Linked DNA regions of Mus musculus: all the other regions are linked to region 1. Evidence: chromatin contacts called from public Hi-C, HiChIP or PLAC-seq and Micro-C data. All regions are on one chromosome and are shown on one strand. Each heading gives the region's core, a stretch centred on a gene start, on an enhancer-like site or on the middle of the called end of the contact. The rest is flanking DNA. Distances are from core to core; before and after follow the strand shown.

Region 1 (2,700 bases), core at 69-2,568:
TGGGGGCTGCCCACTGCATGAGATGATCTGACTCAGTGAACAGCGACAGCTGCGGGCCTGTGATTCTGTTGGTGTAACTGGCAGACACGGACTTTCTTTCTTTCTTTCTTTCTTTCTTTCTTTCTTCCTTTCTTCCTTCCTTTCTCTCTCTCTCTCTCTCTCTCTCTCTCTCTCTCTCTCTCTCTCTCTTTCTTCCTTTCTTTCTTTCTCTCCCTCCCTCCCTCTCTCTTTTTCTTTCTTTCTTTCTTTCTTTCTTTCTTTCTTTCTTTCTTTCTTTCTTTCTTTCTTTCTTTCTTTCTTGTCATTTGTCTTTTTTTTGCAACAAAGGTAAGAGGGCCAGCATCTCACCTGCTAACACTCACCAGCACTTGCCTCCTGCTCCAGCGTGAAAAGCAGGGAATGGAATATGGAGTGTAAGACATAAATTAAAAATAAAATAAAATTAAAAAAAAAAAGAAAAGCAGCACACAAGGAGTATGTTCAGCAGAGGCCCATCTCCTGGCTTAGGTGTGCTGTGACTCTGATCTCTGGTGGCTTTTTAGAAGCCTGTTATGACCTTGTCTTAGGCTGTGTCTACACATCTGGTGGTAGGTATGTCCTGGGGTAACTGAGTGTGTACATGGGGACTAGTTATGAAGAAGTGAGCAAGGGGTGGAGTCTGCTAAGTGAGGCAAGTCACAGAATTTCCTTAGCTTGCCTGGGTTTTCTGTGTTAGGCTATTGCCTGGCTTGCTCATGCGTATAGACTCTATTTAAGAGGAAGTGTATAGAGAGGAAGGAAGCCTGCATAAAAGGCTGCAGGCCTGGGAGTTTTGAAGAGACTAGCCATATACTTTTGTCACCAAATGCTCCAATAGGGCTGGGGCGGGAGGGGGGGGGGGCAGCAGTTTTGGCTTCTTGCAAACTGTGTAATTTCTGTATGCTACACAGCACATAAGTGACAGAGGAAGTTCTGGAAGGTTCTCCACAGTCTTAGTTCCCAAATTATTGGCCACTGGGACTGGCCCTGGAGGCCAGTCACTTGGTGAAGTCCCGCAAGGCATCAAGCCTTAGCCAACTTTCAAAAGGGAATCCCCTGATCTGTTTTGTGTTCCCCCAAGGGTTATTTTTGCTGGGCCCCAGAAGCCAGAGCCACTGTGTGTGATGTCTGCCAGGGTGTGAGTCCATGCAACCTAGGTCCCCTAGCGCCCCCTACAGCTGCTGCGGGGCGGGGATGGGGATCGGGTTGGGGAGAGGGAGGCCAGGCTGTGAGCCACTGCACCACACCCAGGACCCCACCCAGATCCTAGGAGCACCCGGCCCCTGGCTCCGGGGCCACAGAAACGGGGCGTGGGCCAGAGCCTGAAGCATCCCTGGCCACTACGATCGCTCCGCCTGTGGCCACCAATTCCCCTCCTCTTCTGGCGTCCCTCTCTCCGCCCCTGTCGCCTGCCAGCACCGGACACGCTGCTGCACTTCATCTCTTGGGGCGCTCTTCTCTTTGGCCAACCGTCGCATCCTGTGCAACTCTGGTCAGTGGCCGTTTTGTGTTGAATGTTCTCCACCAAGAGCGCATGGCTGCGGAAGCGAGGTGCAGACCGAGGTCCCGAGGGATCGCCCTCCGGGAAGCGGTGATGCTGTTGTTGTACTTCGGGGTGCCAACCGGGCACTCCTACAACCTGGACCCGGAGAATGCACTGCTGTACCAGGGCCCCTCCGGCACGCTGTTTGGCTACTCGGTGGTGCTGCACAGCCACGGGTCGAAGCGCTGGTGAGTGCGCCCTCCCCAAGAGGCATGTCACAGCGCCTCCGCCTCTGGGATTCCTTGTATGAATCAAACTTTCCGCCCTCCTGGGAGGTCAGAGAAAGACCTGGCTTCAGCCAGCTGCCTCACTGGAGAGCCTTGGAACTAACTTATCTTGGGATGGCAGCCCCCAGGGTGCTCCTGAGTCCTGGGTCTCCAGTCATGGGAAGAGGAGGTGGGTGCCACTTCCCTTGCTGACCACTGCACAGCTGTCACAAGCCAACACGGGGCAGAGTGGGTGGGCAGACTGGTTCACGTCTGAGCGAACTTGCATGGTTCTTGCTTTAGGCTCATCGTGGGGGCTCCCACTGCCAGCTGGCTCTCTAATGCCTCAGTGGTCAATCCTGGGGCGATTTACAGATGCGGGATCAGAAAGAATCCAAACCAGACCTGCGAACAGCTCCAGCTGGGTGAGTTGGGTCCCCAAAACAAGACATAATGAACTTTCTCCCCTTCGTGGGTCCACTGTTGGGCAAGTCCTGGAAGACACTATGATGCTGGTCTCTTCTGGATTAAAGTACAAGCTTTTCAATTTTAACCCCATGCCAGCTTGCTCCTGAGAGTATTTTCCTCTCCTTTGCTTGCAACTGTATGTGATCTCAGTATCTTCCAAACCTCTTTCAGGGGAAGTCTCATAGGGTGGCTTCTGGCAAGCTACCTTCTACCAGTCCTAGAACTCTTCCATGTGTAAAATCTGTTTCAAAGCCTTAAAACCCCTCTCTGGCTGAGGACCCAACTTCTCAACTTTGTTCTAGCGTGAGCTGCACATCAGGAATAGAAACTTTGATTGAGCCTATATCCCACCATGTAGCCTATATCCCACCATGTAGCTTATATCCCACCATGTAGCTTATATCCCACCATGTAGCCTATATCTCACCATTTAGCCTATATCCCACCATGTAGCCCAGGGATTTT
Region 2 (2,700 bases), core at 35-2,534, 75 kb before region 1:
GCTAAGCACTTTTCATCTCACCCATGCTGTCTGAGATCTCCCAGGCAGACAGGAGTATCGACTGAGTATGAGGAATCATTCTGTTCCCTTGGGTTCTGGCTAAATCTGTTCAGACAGGACAAGGCAAGATTACAAACACAATCCCGTTTATGGAGGTTTCATCTTGAATTAAGAGTATCAATGGTTAACAAATGAAAACTACTATTCTAATGAGAAAAAAATGCATAGGAAATGACTAGATCCTTATTGAGATATAGCAGAGGCTAATGCCAGAGGTTAATTTCTGTCTCTCCCATTTAAGCTTCCTAACTAGCTCAGTCTTATCCATATACCAATAGCAATAACAGTACCATATGCAGTCTCTCTGTCTGTGTCTGTGTCTGTGTCTGTGTCTGTGTCTGTGTCTGTGTCTGTGTCTGTGTCTCTGTCTGTGTCTGTGTCTGTGTCTGTGTCTGTGTCTGTGTCTGTGTCTGTGTCTGTGTCTGTGTCTCTGTCTGTGTCTGTGTCTGTGTCTGTGTCTGTGTCTGTGTCTGTTTGTGTGTCTGTATCTGTGTCTGTGTCTGTGTCTGTGTCTGTGTCTGTGTCTGTGTCTCTGTCTGTGTCTGTGTCTGTGTCTGTGTCTGTGTCTGTGTCTCTGTCTGTGTCTGTGTCTGTGTCTGTGTCTGTGTCTGTGTCTGTCTGTGTCTGTGTCTCTGTCTGTGTCTGTGTCTCTGTCTGTGTCTGTGTCTGTGTCTGTTTGTGTGTCTGTGTCTGTGTCTGTGTCTGTGTCTGTTTGTGTGTCTGTGTCTGTGTCTCTGTCTGTGTCTGTTTGTGTGTCTCTGTCTGTGTCTGTGTCTGTGTGTGTCTGTGTCTGTGTGTGTCTGTGTCTGTGTCTGTGTCTGTGTGTGTCTGTGTCTGTGTGTGTGTCTGTGTGTGTCTGTGTCTGTGTGTGTGTCTGTGTGTGTGTGTGTGTGTCTGTCTGTGTCTGTGTCTGTGTCTGTGTGTATGTGTGTGTGTGTCTGTGTCTGTGTGTGTGTCTGTGTCTGTGTGTGTGTCTGTGTGTGTGTGTGTCTGTCTGTGTCTGTGTCTGTGTGTGTGTCTGTGTCTGTGTGTGTGTCTGTGTCTGTCTGTCTCTCTCTCCTCTCTCTCTCTCTCTCTCTCTCTCTCACACACACACACACACACACACATGTTAAACTAAATTAAACTTAAAAATGATATAAAAATAGCATGAATGGTGACTGAAAAAGCCTTTATTCCAAGATAATATTGTGCCCTGCCACATGTGATCCAGGCTGTCCAAGGTTCCTGTTGCAAAGAAACAAGCTCATAGCCATTCTGCTCCTCCCAGTGATAGCAAAAGAGAAATGAAAGTTTCTCTCTCAGCACCTTGGATCGTGTTCACAGAAGAGTAAACCCGTAAGAGTAGTGACTGCCAAACAAACAAAGAAAGTGAAGGTTCTGGAGTCCAGCAGTGCATGAAGGCACAACAGCACCATGGTCATTAGCCCTCCACACACGCTTCTCCTTTTGTGGCTCTTGTTTCATCTTCCAGTTTGCATCATCGTTCCAAATGGCAACCAGAGCTTCGATCGTCACATCTGCAGCCCAAACCTCAGGAAGAAAAACCAAAAAGCTACATACCCCTGACTTTACACGGGCTAGGCAGAAGTCAAATTCTCACAGGCTAGGACTTCGTCATTTTGTCCTACCTAACTACAAAGGACAAATGCAATCTTTTGGTTGCTGGCTTATGCATTCTGGATAGAAATTTGTTTCTGAAGAAGAAATAGAAAAGGCATTCTGAAGGGCTTCAGCAGCTCCTAGCCCTTCGTCACAGCCAGGGGGAGGGTAAGGATTTACAGCTGAGCACAGATACGTAGCCTTGAACTTCTCCAGTGGTGATCCCAGGTCCACGGGTAAGCTTTCCACTTCCTCTACGTGCCAACCACTTTCACTGCTTTAATTATTTTAGAATAAAACAATTGCAGAAGATTTTTCAAAATGTAAAGCAGAGAAGCGGAGATTGTGTGCTTTATAAATCAATAGCCCCTTTGTGCCAAATAGCCATTCTGTAATGGGATTTTTCTCCAGACTTCTCAGAGCATTTGGCCTGGCAAGGTTGACCCTTGTTGACCCTTGATAAGTTATAAACTGGCTCATTCATCTTAAAGAGAAAAAGTGTTATTCATTCTCTTACAGGAAATCCTCCATGCATTTAACTTTAAATGCACTGGATTTTCAAAAGGCTGTTTTTACACATAGAATTCTGTTGCCATATATTCAGAGTATTAACAAACAACAATACATATTAATGAATGCTGTAAAATACCCTTGCATAATTGTTTTCCTAAATATTTATTTACAAATACTAGAAACTAAGCTTAATTCTTCATAGGCAAATAAATCTAAGCAAACATTATTTTTGGTTTGGTTTGGTTTTGTTCTATACTCTGAAATTAAGAAATACATTGTAGAATTTTCCTAAAAGATGTTTGGCACCCAGAAGAAATAATCCACACATACAAATTGTTCCGAATGACTTTGAAGTGTTTTTATTTTAGCTGGCCTGCATCAATCTCTGCAAATTATTAGGAGGAATAATTGATTGACTTTAATCGGATTTGTCATTGTTAATGCTTTCAGGTGAGCCAGTATTTAAAGACTGTGTATGAATAAGTGAGATGTGTTTGGAAAGAGAAGCATATGACCACGAGCAGC
Region 3 (2,815 bases), core at 34-2,533, 110 kb before region 1:
ATCAGCTTCCAAACGCTGACACCATTGCATACACCAGCAAGATTTTGCTGAAAGGACCCAGATATAGCTGTCTCTTGTGAGGCTATGCCGAGGCCTAGCAAACACAGAACTGGATGCTCACAGTCAGCTATTGGATGGATCACAGGGCCCCCAATGGAGGAGCTAGAGAAAGTACCCAAGGAGCTAAAGGGATCTGCAACCCTATAGGTGGAACAACATTATGAACTAACCAGTACCCCCCAGAGCTCACGTCTCTAGCTTCATATGTATCAGAAGATGGCCTAGTTGGCCATCAGTGGAAAGAGAGGCCCATTGGTCTTGCAAACTTTATATGCCTGAGTACAGGGGAACGCCAGGGCAAAGAAGTGGGAGTGAGTGGGTAGGGGAGTGGGAGGGGGAGGGTATGGGGGACTTTTGGGATAGCATTTGAAATGTAAATGAAGAAAATACCTAATAAAAATGCAAAAATAAATGTGTGTTAAAGAACTAAACTTTTGCTCAAAACTGTGATTTTAAAATATTTTACATGGTATGTGTCAAAACAGGCAAGTGAGCATTGTGTATAAAGTAGACTATGTGCATATCATAACACGGTACAGAAACACCTTTTGGAATATTCTTAGTTAAACTATTAGGCTATAAGCGTAAAAAGGATTAATTGCTTATTACTATGGATTCTCAAGCATGGAATGTCTTCAACATTATTTCTTTTCAACATTGATCAATTATCACTTCCACAATTCGAAGTATCAGTTATCAGCTGCATCCCCAACAAAAGTGCATTGTGTTCTTCTTTTCTCTTGCTCCATCATGAATCTGTAGTTTATAAATATGTCCTTAAACCATCATGCTAATAATAGTTATTGGGATGTTGGTTCAATGATGGTCAGGATGAAATCACCCCTACATTTTCAGGATAGGAGGAAGACCAAATTGATGAATCACCGGAAACCATCTGCTGCCATTAAAAATCACCAGCTGTGCCAAAAACAAAAGTAGCCGCAGTGAGAGCAATTATTATCTGAAGCTTGAATTTTTACAGACTGTCAGTGAATTTATACTTCATCATTGGGTGTAGTATATATGGGGTGTTACAAAGTTGTAGTTACAAAAAAAAAAATTCCTACCCAGACATCAGTTTTGAAAGGTCAAAAGTCTTACCCAGGAAAGTATTACATTGTTTGGTTTTTGATTTTTAATTTAGAATGTGGTTACATTATTCTTCTCTTCTGTTTCCTCCCTCCAACCCCTCCCATGTAACCCCCTTGCTTAACTAAGACTCTGATCTCTTGGCATTGAGTAACCACATTGAGTAACCGGGGACATTGTTCTCCTCTGGTGAAGACTATTTCTCCAGTCTCAGAATTCCTTAGTTTCCTGTAGTTCTTTGTCTAGAACTGGGGACTGCTGAACTTTCTCCTGTCCACATTAGCATGTCTGTTGGTGTCATTCTTGTTCAGGTCTGACTGAGTTTTAAAAATTGAAACAGGAGGATGTTTCAGGCCTCAGAAATATCAACTTGGGGTGTGTGCGTGTGCGTGTGTGTAACTGCCAAGTTGCAGGAGCACCGATTTGAATTGGCAAAGTCGTCATATCTCAAGCAATTGGTGGGACAATTTCCAATGAAGTTGCCAATGGTGTGGATGCTTATCTGTGCAGCAAAGCAGGGGAATGAAGTTGATAGAGCAACTTGGTCAGAAACAACAGTCTTTTCTTTCCCCTATATAATGATATCCAACACACTGGCTGGGGAGTAAGATGAATTCACCTATTGTCAGCACTGTAAGTGACCCTATGTGTTTGTCGTAATAAAGAAGCCCAATAGAACATGTTGCTGGGCCAATCTTTGTTAACTCTTACAACTCCAGAAGAGACTTTAAAACTGTTGCTAGCTTCAAGACACAGTCACGTGTTAGGGATGCGCAGTGCTATGCACAGATGGTGCTAACGCAATGGTATCCAATAAGAATGACTGTTCCATGTATTCAAGCTGTTGTACTGGAAGCAAGATCTATTCACTGTTTCACACATGGGGGAAGTTCTCACCACCAGAGATGTTTGTAAAAGATTTAATAAAAGAACCTAATGAAAATATAGATCATCAACCACATTATGGATAGCAAATTAAATCCACAACTTCTTCTCAGTTTTACAAAAACACCGGCACTGATTGCAAACATTGCTGTTCATGTAAGAACTTGAAGAAAAGCTTCGTGTCTTTGGTGATAAATCTTACACGATGTGTAAGAACAAATACATACTTTGGATTGCTTTTTCAAATCATCTTGTTAAAGATGTATTTTCTCTTTTAAATTAACTAACATTGTCATCTCAAGGCAAGCAAATCCCCATTTATCCACCTAATAGGAACAGTGGGTAAGATGAATGCATTTTTAACTCTGTGGGACAAATGGGCCCAATACAGCAAACTGGATTGGTATGTTGGTCTGAATGACCTTGTAAAAACTCATTAAAATGAAATAAATAAAATATCCTGAAAATTTCAAATACTTAGTGATAGATCTCCCCATAAATACCTGGCATAGAAAATGAGTCTCGGAAATAGGTGAGCACTACAGTTTTATAGTTTGGTCCATGTTACGAAATATCGCTCGCACTCATATTTAAATACTTTTAAAGTGGGTCCTTCTGAAAGGTTATTGAGCTCAACTTACTCAGGAAATGTTGTGACAGTGTGAGCTATGATATCACCCATATCATGTCTGTGGCAATTATTAAACATGGTTCATGTGTGTTAATTTTTAGATATTCATAAATGAATAATAAATATATTTAATAAATATAAATAACATAA
Region 4 (2,756 bases), core at 164-2,663, 110 kb after region 1:
TTCTATTAATTTTTTGATTAGCTAATTCCCATTTTCCTTAGCAAGAGGCTAAGTACACTCTTATATTCGACAATGGATCAAGTTCCAGGTTTCTCCAAAAGCAACTTAAAAACAGCAGCATAGTGCTTAGCTTTGACCTCACCAGCAGGGGTCAGGGTCAGAACAAAAAACCAACCCAAGGGAGCCACAGAAAAACACTAGGCAGAAATTCGAAAGTAGCATACGTCTTCTCGAAGATGTCAAAAACCATAGTTTCCTTTCAAATAATACCTAACGGTTGTCACCATGAAAGAAGTCACCTGTATCAGAGTTTCTACTGCTTCGACAAAACACCACAACCAAAAACCAAGTTGCTGTTCGTTACTGAAGAATAGCAGGACAGGAACTCAACAGGGCAAGATCCTGGAGCCAGACACGAATGCGGAAGCCATGGAGGCGTGCTGCTTACTGGCTTGTTTCTCACGGCTTGCTTAGTCTGCTTTCTTATAGAACCCAGGACCGCCAACTCAGGCCCTTCCCGCCTACATCTCTAATTGAGGAAATGCCTTCAGCAGTAGGATCTCAAGTGGGCATTTTCTCAACTGAGGCTCCTTCCTCTCTATGACTCTAACTTGTGTCAACTTGACATCCAAACCATTCAATACAGAAGTTTAAAATATTGCTATTGCAATACAAAATAGCACGATAAAAGAATGGCAGCTCTGACGCTCGCCCAGGTTACGAGACACAGGAAGGGGACACAGGAAGAAAGCCCTACTGTTAGGAGCACCGTCCGTGCTTAGATAGGATGGCTGAGGGCTCCCTGTGGAGCTTTAAGTGGTACCCTTACACACAGACACAAACAGACAAACAAACCAACAGACGCACTTGTCACATCAGTCTCTATGCCCGCAAGCTTCAGCAGAGGCTCCACCTTCTCGTAATAGACGTGGACAGACTCCTTTCTGTGACTCTGGGGGTTGAGGAGGATCTTGAGAGCCTTGGGCCTGCTTGTGAAACCTAAAATGAAAATGAGTAAGGTTAGGTTGTCCATCAGAATATCCCACTCATATCTCAATGGCATTTGCTATTTGCGCCTTATAGTCTCCCTTGGATGTGACGTCATTTTAACCGGCTGCTTCCCTACAGGTGAAACACGATGCGCTCCCTCTTCGAGTAAACCGTGTGTCATAGGGAACATTTTATACAGAAAGAAGGAAATAAATAAACAACAGTAGCAGCTCACAAACATGAAAGCACGGCTGATGCCTGCTGACCCACGCACAGATCAGGCGCTGCTTTACGGAGGGAGACAGGCTGTGGGCTGTGACAAACAGGGAGGTGCATTTCTCCTTTGATATTTACATATACTGGAACAGGACACCTACTGACCCCAGGCCTACTGACATCTGACCTTCCCCATGACTCCAGGGACAGAATTGAGCAAGCAGGGAGGGGTTACTGTTTTCAACCAGCGCAGTGCATGCTGGTAGCTAACACAGGGCTTTAGGTCAGAGTTCAAATCCCAGGAGAGAGCAGGGGCGAAAGTGCTTCTCCCTTGGGGATTGGGAAAGCACCCACCTCTCAGAGGCAATCGGTCACTGTGCTGCCTCACAGTTGGGACTGAGATTTGATATTGCAATTTTCTGGGCTCTGCAAGACGCTTAGCACTGAGAACCCACTTGGAGCAGGTGCAGAGCAAATTGTCTGTTGTTAGGAAAGGGCAGGAGCCAAACGGAAGCTGACAACCATTTCTTTTGTAGTAAGCTGCTTTCGGAAGACAGCATTTTAAGGTTACAAAAGCAGTTAACATTCGTTTTGAATAAAATCATCACTAAAGATAAATGAAAGTAAATGTCCATTTATATCCAACTGTGTTTTATACTATACTTAGAATATTTTTCTCTTTCATTATATTTGAAGTAATAGACTTTTTTAAGTCCTACATACTGTTTTGAAATCAGGGAGGGCATGGGATGAGGAACAGAAGAGCCGTGTTGAAGTGTTTGGACATTCTCAGGAAGGCCTCAGGGTCTGTTTTGTAAGGAGCTTCATCGGTCTCCTGGTCACACATGCTGACACTCCCCCACCCCCAACCCCGCCGCCCCCCTTCCATGCCCCATGCCTCGCTTTTTTCAGCTCTTCTATTTGGATGAGCACTGAGAATCCTACATTGCAAGTGCTAGCTCCTGGGCCTTGTGTATCACTCACCACTAACCCACTCTGGTACAGGGAGGGCCCCATGTCTGTGCCAGTATGCTTTCCCAGATTTGCATAGCTCCAGCGTAGCTACTCCGGTCAGTGCTTCACTGTTCCAAAGCTGCCCTGGCCTCTCTGCTGTGGACACTACTGCCCAGGCCCCTTAAAGTGGCCATCAGAGAATGCAAATGTGTCCTGAAGCCAGTTCATCGCCTTCTCTTACATCAACCTTCAAGAGACTTATGGGAGGTTTGTTTTCTAACCTGGCCAGAGAAGATGGTGATGGTAGGAAGCAACAGCACAAGGGCATCTAGACTCAAAGCAGAGGCATGAAACACTATGGGAGTTTGTGGGGGTGGAACTGGACGGGACGGGAGTTTGTAGGGTGGGAGTGTATGGGGGTGGGAGTGTATGGGGGTGTCCTGGGGTATATTGGGGGTGTTTGAGGCAGTGCTACTTCTTAGGGTTCTGGAAAAGCCTTCTTGAAGAAAGTAGTATTTGCGTGAGGCTTCCTTCTCAACACAGAATGCCTTCTTCATTACTCTCCAATTAACAGTCGGACAGGGCTGGAACTTCTA
Region 5 (2,700 bases), core at 122-2,621, 130 kb before region 1:
GGGAGTTAGAGGAGTTTAAACTAGGAAGCACCAGTATCTTAATTAAATACCTGCCTGCTACACAATTAAAATGCTGATTAGGGTCCTAGTGTGAAGTAGGAGCCTCTGTTCTCTGTGCCCGTGCCTAGGGGGCGGGGGTGTCACTAGACTTTGCAGATTCGATGCTTACAGTACTGTAGTTTCACCTCAGAGCCCCTGAATAGCTGAGAAGAAAGACAGGGAGTCCAACAAGTGAGAGGCATAAAAGGTTGCCACTCACCACTCTCAGTACCCTTGACCCTCAGTCCACAGCTTAACTGTCAACAACCAAAAAACTATTGTGTGAGAGAATTGCTTAAAATACTTGAGTCTCTCTCCCTACTAGTGGAGCTATCTTGCGGTCTGGGAAGCTATAGTGACAGTTTGAAACTGTTGTAGAGTATATATATATACATCTATATCTCTGCAGTGTGGTGTGCTTTCTTATCTTCAGGAGCTTGACCTCAAACAGTTGACAAAACTAAAGAAAGTAAAGTCTCACGTTTCCTCATTTCAAGGTTTACGTTCAGTTGAGGATGTATCAGCAAAAGTCAGTATTAATCCATTTATGATATGAACATGACCAGCTATGGGGTTTTCATTTTGTATTCTCTTAACAGCTGTGAACAAGGCTGTGCCAAATTTACATTCCAGTATTGAAAGTTTATTATTTCACCAGATAAAATATAAATAGGTGATCTTGCAAAGAGGTTATTAAAGTAATGTCACAAAACTACTCACTAATCATATTGTAGTGACCAATGCACAGTATTAATAATAAATTCTAGGCAACCTTACTGTAGAAAATACAAGCCACACATTATATACCAAGTAAATACTTCCTGTATTAAAATGTGAATGTGGTATTAGCCTTGCTCTGAGGAATAAACACATAGCTAATTATATGTTAGGTGGTCTTTAAAAGGAAGTAGACTTTATTCTGGAAGTGACTGCATGATTCATGTGTGCAGGAGCCGAGAGAGACTCCTCCACCCAGCAAGGGAGGTCAAGGCTCATAAGAAGCATCAGACGCCGGATGAGGACAAACTGGGAAAAAAAGAAAAGAACTGTATCATTTTCATTTACTGTTCTGTAAATATCTTCATTTTAAATACATTGAAGAATTGTCCACAATAAAGGAGATGCAGAAATGAGTCAAAAGCCATAGAAATAAAGGGGAATGGGTTATTGAAAGGAGGGGAACAGGATGTGACAGAAAGGATCTAAGGGGCGGAAGGAGACATCCAGAGGAACAAAGGTGTTTGTAAAATGTTTGTGAGTCCTCTCCCCTTTCTGAGTCTTCCGACTCCTGTGGAGTCTCATTCTCTGAGTCTTTCACAGGATGTACATTTTTAGCCTGTTTACTCTGTAACTGAAACCTTTGCTTGTGTCCTCTTTGAACACCGCAAATGTAAGGCAAGGAAGGAGAAGTTGGTTTCAAGCCATTAAGGTGCAATTCTTGTCTGGGGCATCAGTGTCTCAAAGAAGAGACTCAGCTATACTGTTCCTGGCCGTAGACCCAAAATATGCTCCACCATACCACGAGGACACATGCTCCATTATGTTCATAGCAAATTTATCCATAATAGCCAGAAGCTGGGAACAATCTAGATGTCCCTCAACTGAAGAATGGATAAAGAAAATGTGGTTCATTTACACATTAGAATATGATTCAGCCATTAAAAACAAGGACATCATAAATTTTGCAGTTAAATGGATAGGACTAGAAGATATTATCCTGGATGAGGTAACCCAGATTCAAAAGAACAGGCATGGTATGTACTCACTGATAAGTATAGAATGCCCATGATATACCCTACAGACCCAAAGAAGTTAGATAAGAAGGAAGGCCCAAGCAAGGGTACTTGAATCACACTTAGAAGGGGAAACAGAATAAGAGACAGAGGAAAGGAGGGAACAGGGTGGGAGAGGGGAGCGGGAGGAGAATAGGGAGGCAGGGTCAGGTGTGGGAAGAGACAGGAAAGAGGCCCAGGAGAATGAATGGAAATCTACACTTGCTGGGGGTGAAAGAGGTGGGGAGGTTGGAGGGGGGATCTCTGGGAAGTCCCAGAGACCTGGGATAGGGGAGCCTACCAGGAGTCAATTTGGGTGACCTCAGCTAAGAAGCCTAACAGTGGGGATATAGAACCTGAAGAGGTCATCTCCTGTAGCCAGGCAAGACCCCCAGTAGAGAAATAAGGACACCAACCCACCCACAAAACTTTTGACCCAAAATTTGTTCTGTCTAAGTAAGGTAACCCAATCACAAAAGAAGTCATTAGATATGCACTCATTGATAAGTGGATATTAGCCCAGAAACATAGAACACCCAAGATACAATTTGCAAAACACAAGAAAATCAAGAAGAGGGGAGACCAATGGGTGGAAACTTCATTCCTCCTTAGAACAGGGAACAAAATACCCATGAAAGGAGTTACAGAGACAAAGTTTGGAGCTAAGACGAAAGGATGGACTATCTGGAGACTACACCACCTGGGGATCCATCCCATAATCAGCCACCAAACCCAGACACTATTGCATATGCCAGCAAGATTTTGCTGAAGGGACCCTGGTATAACTGTCTTATATGAGGCTATGCCACTGCTTGGCAAATACAGAAGTGGATGCTCACAGTCATCCATAAGATGGAACACAGGGCCCCCAGTGGAGAAGCTAGAGAAA

The links. Hi-C and Micro-C count contacts between places; a contact is called where the count stands out from the background. HiChIP or PLAC-seq counts read pairs in DNA pulled down with a chosen protein or histone mark.
Region 2: a contact with region 1 is called in an H3K4me3 HiChIP or PLAC-seq map of the SCID.adh cell line, with 36 read pairs. The contact joins the enhancer-like site here to the promoter of Itga4 in region 1. A contact is called at or near these places in 6 of 39 promoter capture datasets (the C10 cell line, the HPC-7 cell line, HPC-7-derived erythroid cells and 2 more), 4 of 15 datasets of contacts at CTCF or cohesin (CD8 T cells, the G1E-ER4 cell line, large pre-B cells and 1 more), 29 of 484 Hi-C or Micro-C datasets (B cells, the C10 cell line, CD4 T cells and 16 more), 6 of 115 datasets of contacts at active chromatin or transcription factors (the HPC-7 cell line, the SCID.adh cell line, bone marrow-derived dendritic cells and 3 more) and 2 of 9 other capture datasets (adipose tissue and liver).
Region 3: a contact with region 1 is called in an H3K4me3 HiChIP or PLAC-seq map of bone marrow-derived macrophages, with 4 times the contacts expected there. The contact joins the enhancer-like site here to the promoter of Itga4 in region 1. A contact is called at or near these places in 12 of 39 promoter capture datasets (the C10 cell line, the HPC-7 cell line, embryonic stem cells and 7 more), 2 of 15 datasets of contacts at CTCF or cohesin (large pre-B cells and pro-B cells), 38 of 484 Hi-C or Micro-C datasets (B cells, the BV-2 cell line, the C10 cell line and 28 more), 12 of 115 datasets of contacts at active chromatin or transcription factors (the 230-238 cell line, CD8 T cells, the HPC-7 cell line and 7 more) and 2 of 9 other capture datasets (adipose tissue and liver).
Region 4: a contact with region 1 is called in a Micro-C map of embryonic stem cells, with 2.7 times the contacts expected there. The contact joins the enhancer-like site here to the promoter of Itga4 in region 1. A contact is called at or near these places in 2 of 484 Hi-C or Micro-C datasets (Th1 cells and embryonic stem cells), 3 of 115 datasets of contacts at active chromatin or transcription factors (bone marrow-derived macrophages, embryonic stem cells and memory CD8 T cells) and 3 of 9 other capture datasets (adipose tissue, liver and pancreatic islet).
Region 5: a Hi-C map of the G1E-ER4 cell line shows a contact between it and region 1, with 5 times the contacts expected there. The contact joins the enhancer-like site here to the promoter of Itga4 in region 1. A contact is called at or near these places in 13 of 39 promoter capture datasets (the C10 cell line, the HPC-7 cell line, HPC-7-derived erythroid cells and 9 more), 4 of 15 datasets of contacts at CTCF or cohesin (CD8 T cells, the G1E-ER4 cell line, large pre-B cells and 1 more), 79 of 484 Hi-C or Micro-C datasets (the 63-12 cell line, B cells, the BV-2 cell line and 46 more), 29 of 115 datasets of contacts at active chromatin or transcription factors (the 230-238 cell line, CD4 single positive thymocytes, CD8 T cells and 20 more) and 3 of 9 other capture datasets (adipose tissue, liver and pancreatic islet).

Annotation. Positions count from the first base shown.
Region 1 is chr2:79,254,108-79,256,807 of GRCm38.p6, forward strand. It overlaps Itga4 (integrin alpha 4), which reads left to right and starts at 1,319. Exons shown (of 28, transcript NM_010576.4): 1 at 1,319-1,749; 2 at 2,071-2,192. The coding sequence starts at 1,553.
Region 2 is chr2:79,179,512-79,182,211 of GRCm38.p6, forward strand. No RefSeq gene overlaps it. Among named protein-coding and RNA genes, the nearest start is that of Gm35813, 50 kb to the right of the region's middle. Within about 2 kb of position 1,285, at least 59 of the 459 cell types and tissues checked have an H3K27ac peak or open chromatin away from gene starts, as enhancers often do. A contact at or near this core is called in B cells, CD8 T cells, the SCID.adh cell line and 8 more, where this site is marked.
Region 3 is chr2:79,144,813-79,147,627 of GRCm38.p6, forward strand. No RefSeq gene overlaps it. Among named protein-coding and RNA genes, the nearest start is that of Gm35748, 24 kb to the left of the region's middle. Within about 2 kb of position 1,284, at least 8 of the 459 cell types and tissues checked have an H3K27ac peak or open chromatin away from gene starts, as enhancers often do. A contact at or near this core is called in the C2C12 cell line, bone marrow-derived macrophages, granulocyte-monocyte progenitors and 1 more, where this site is marked.
Region 4 is chr2:79,367,813-79,370,568 of GRCm38.p6, forward strand. Cerkl (ceramide kinase-like) reads right to left here. Exons shown (of 13, transcript NM_001048176.1): 3 at 868-999. Among named protein-coding and RNA genes, the nearest start is that of Gm22606, 21 kb to the left of the region's middle. Within about 2 kb of position 1,414, at least 109 of the 459 cell types and tissues checked have an H3K27ac peak or open chromatin away from gene starts, as enhancers often do. A contact at or near this core is called in Th1 cells, adipose tissue, bone marrow-derived macrophages and 3 more, where this site is marked.
Region 5 is chr2:79,126,215-79,128,914 of GRCm38.p6, forward strand. No RefSeq gene overlaps it. Among named protein-coding and RNA genes, the nearest start is that of Gm35748, 5.2 kb to the left of the region's middle. Within about 2 kb of position 1,372, at least 42 of the 459 cell types and tissues checked have an H3K27ac peak or open chromatin away from gene starts, as enhancers often do. A contact at or near this core is called in the 63-12 cell line, B cells, the Ba/F3 cell line and 15 more, where this site is marked.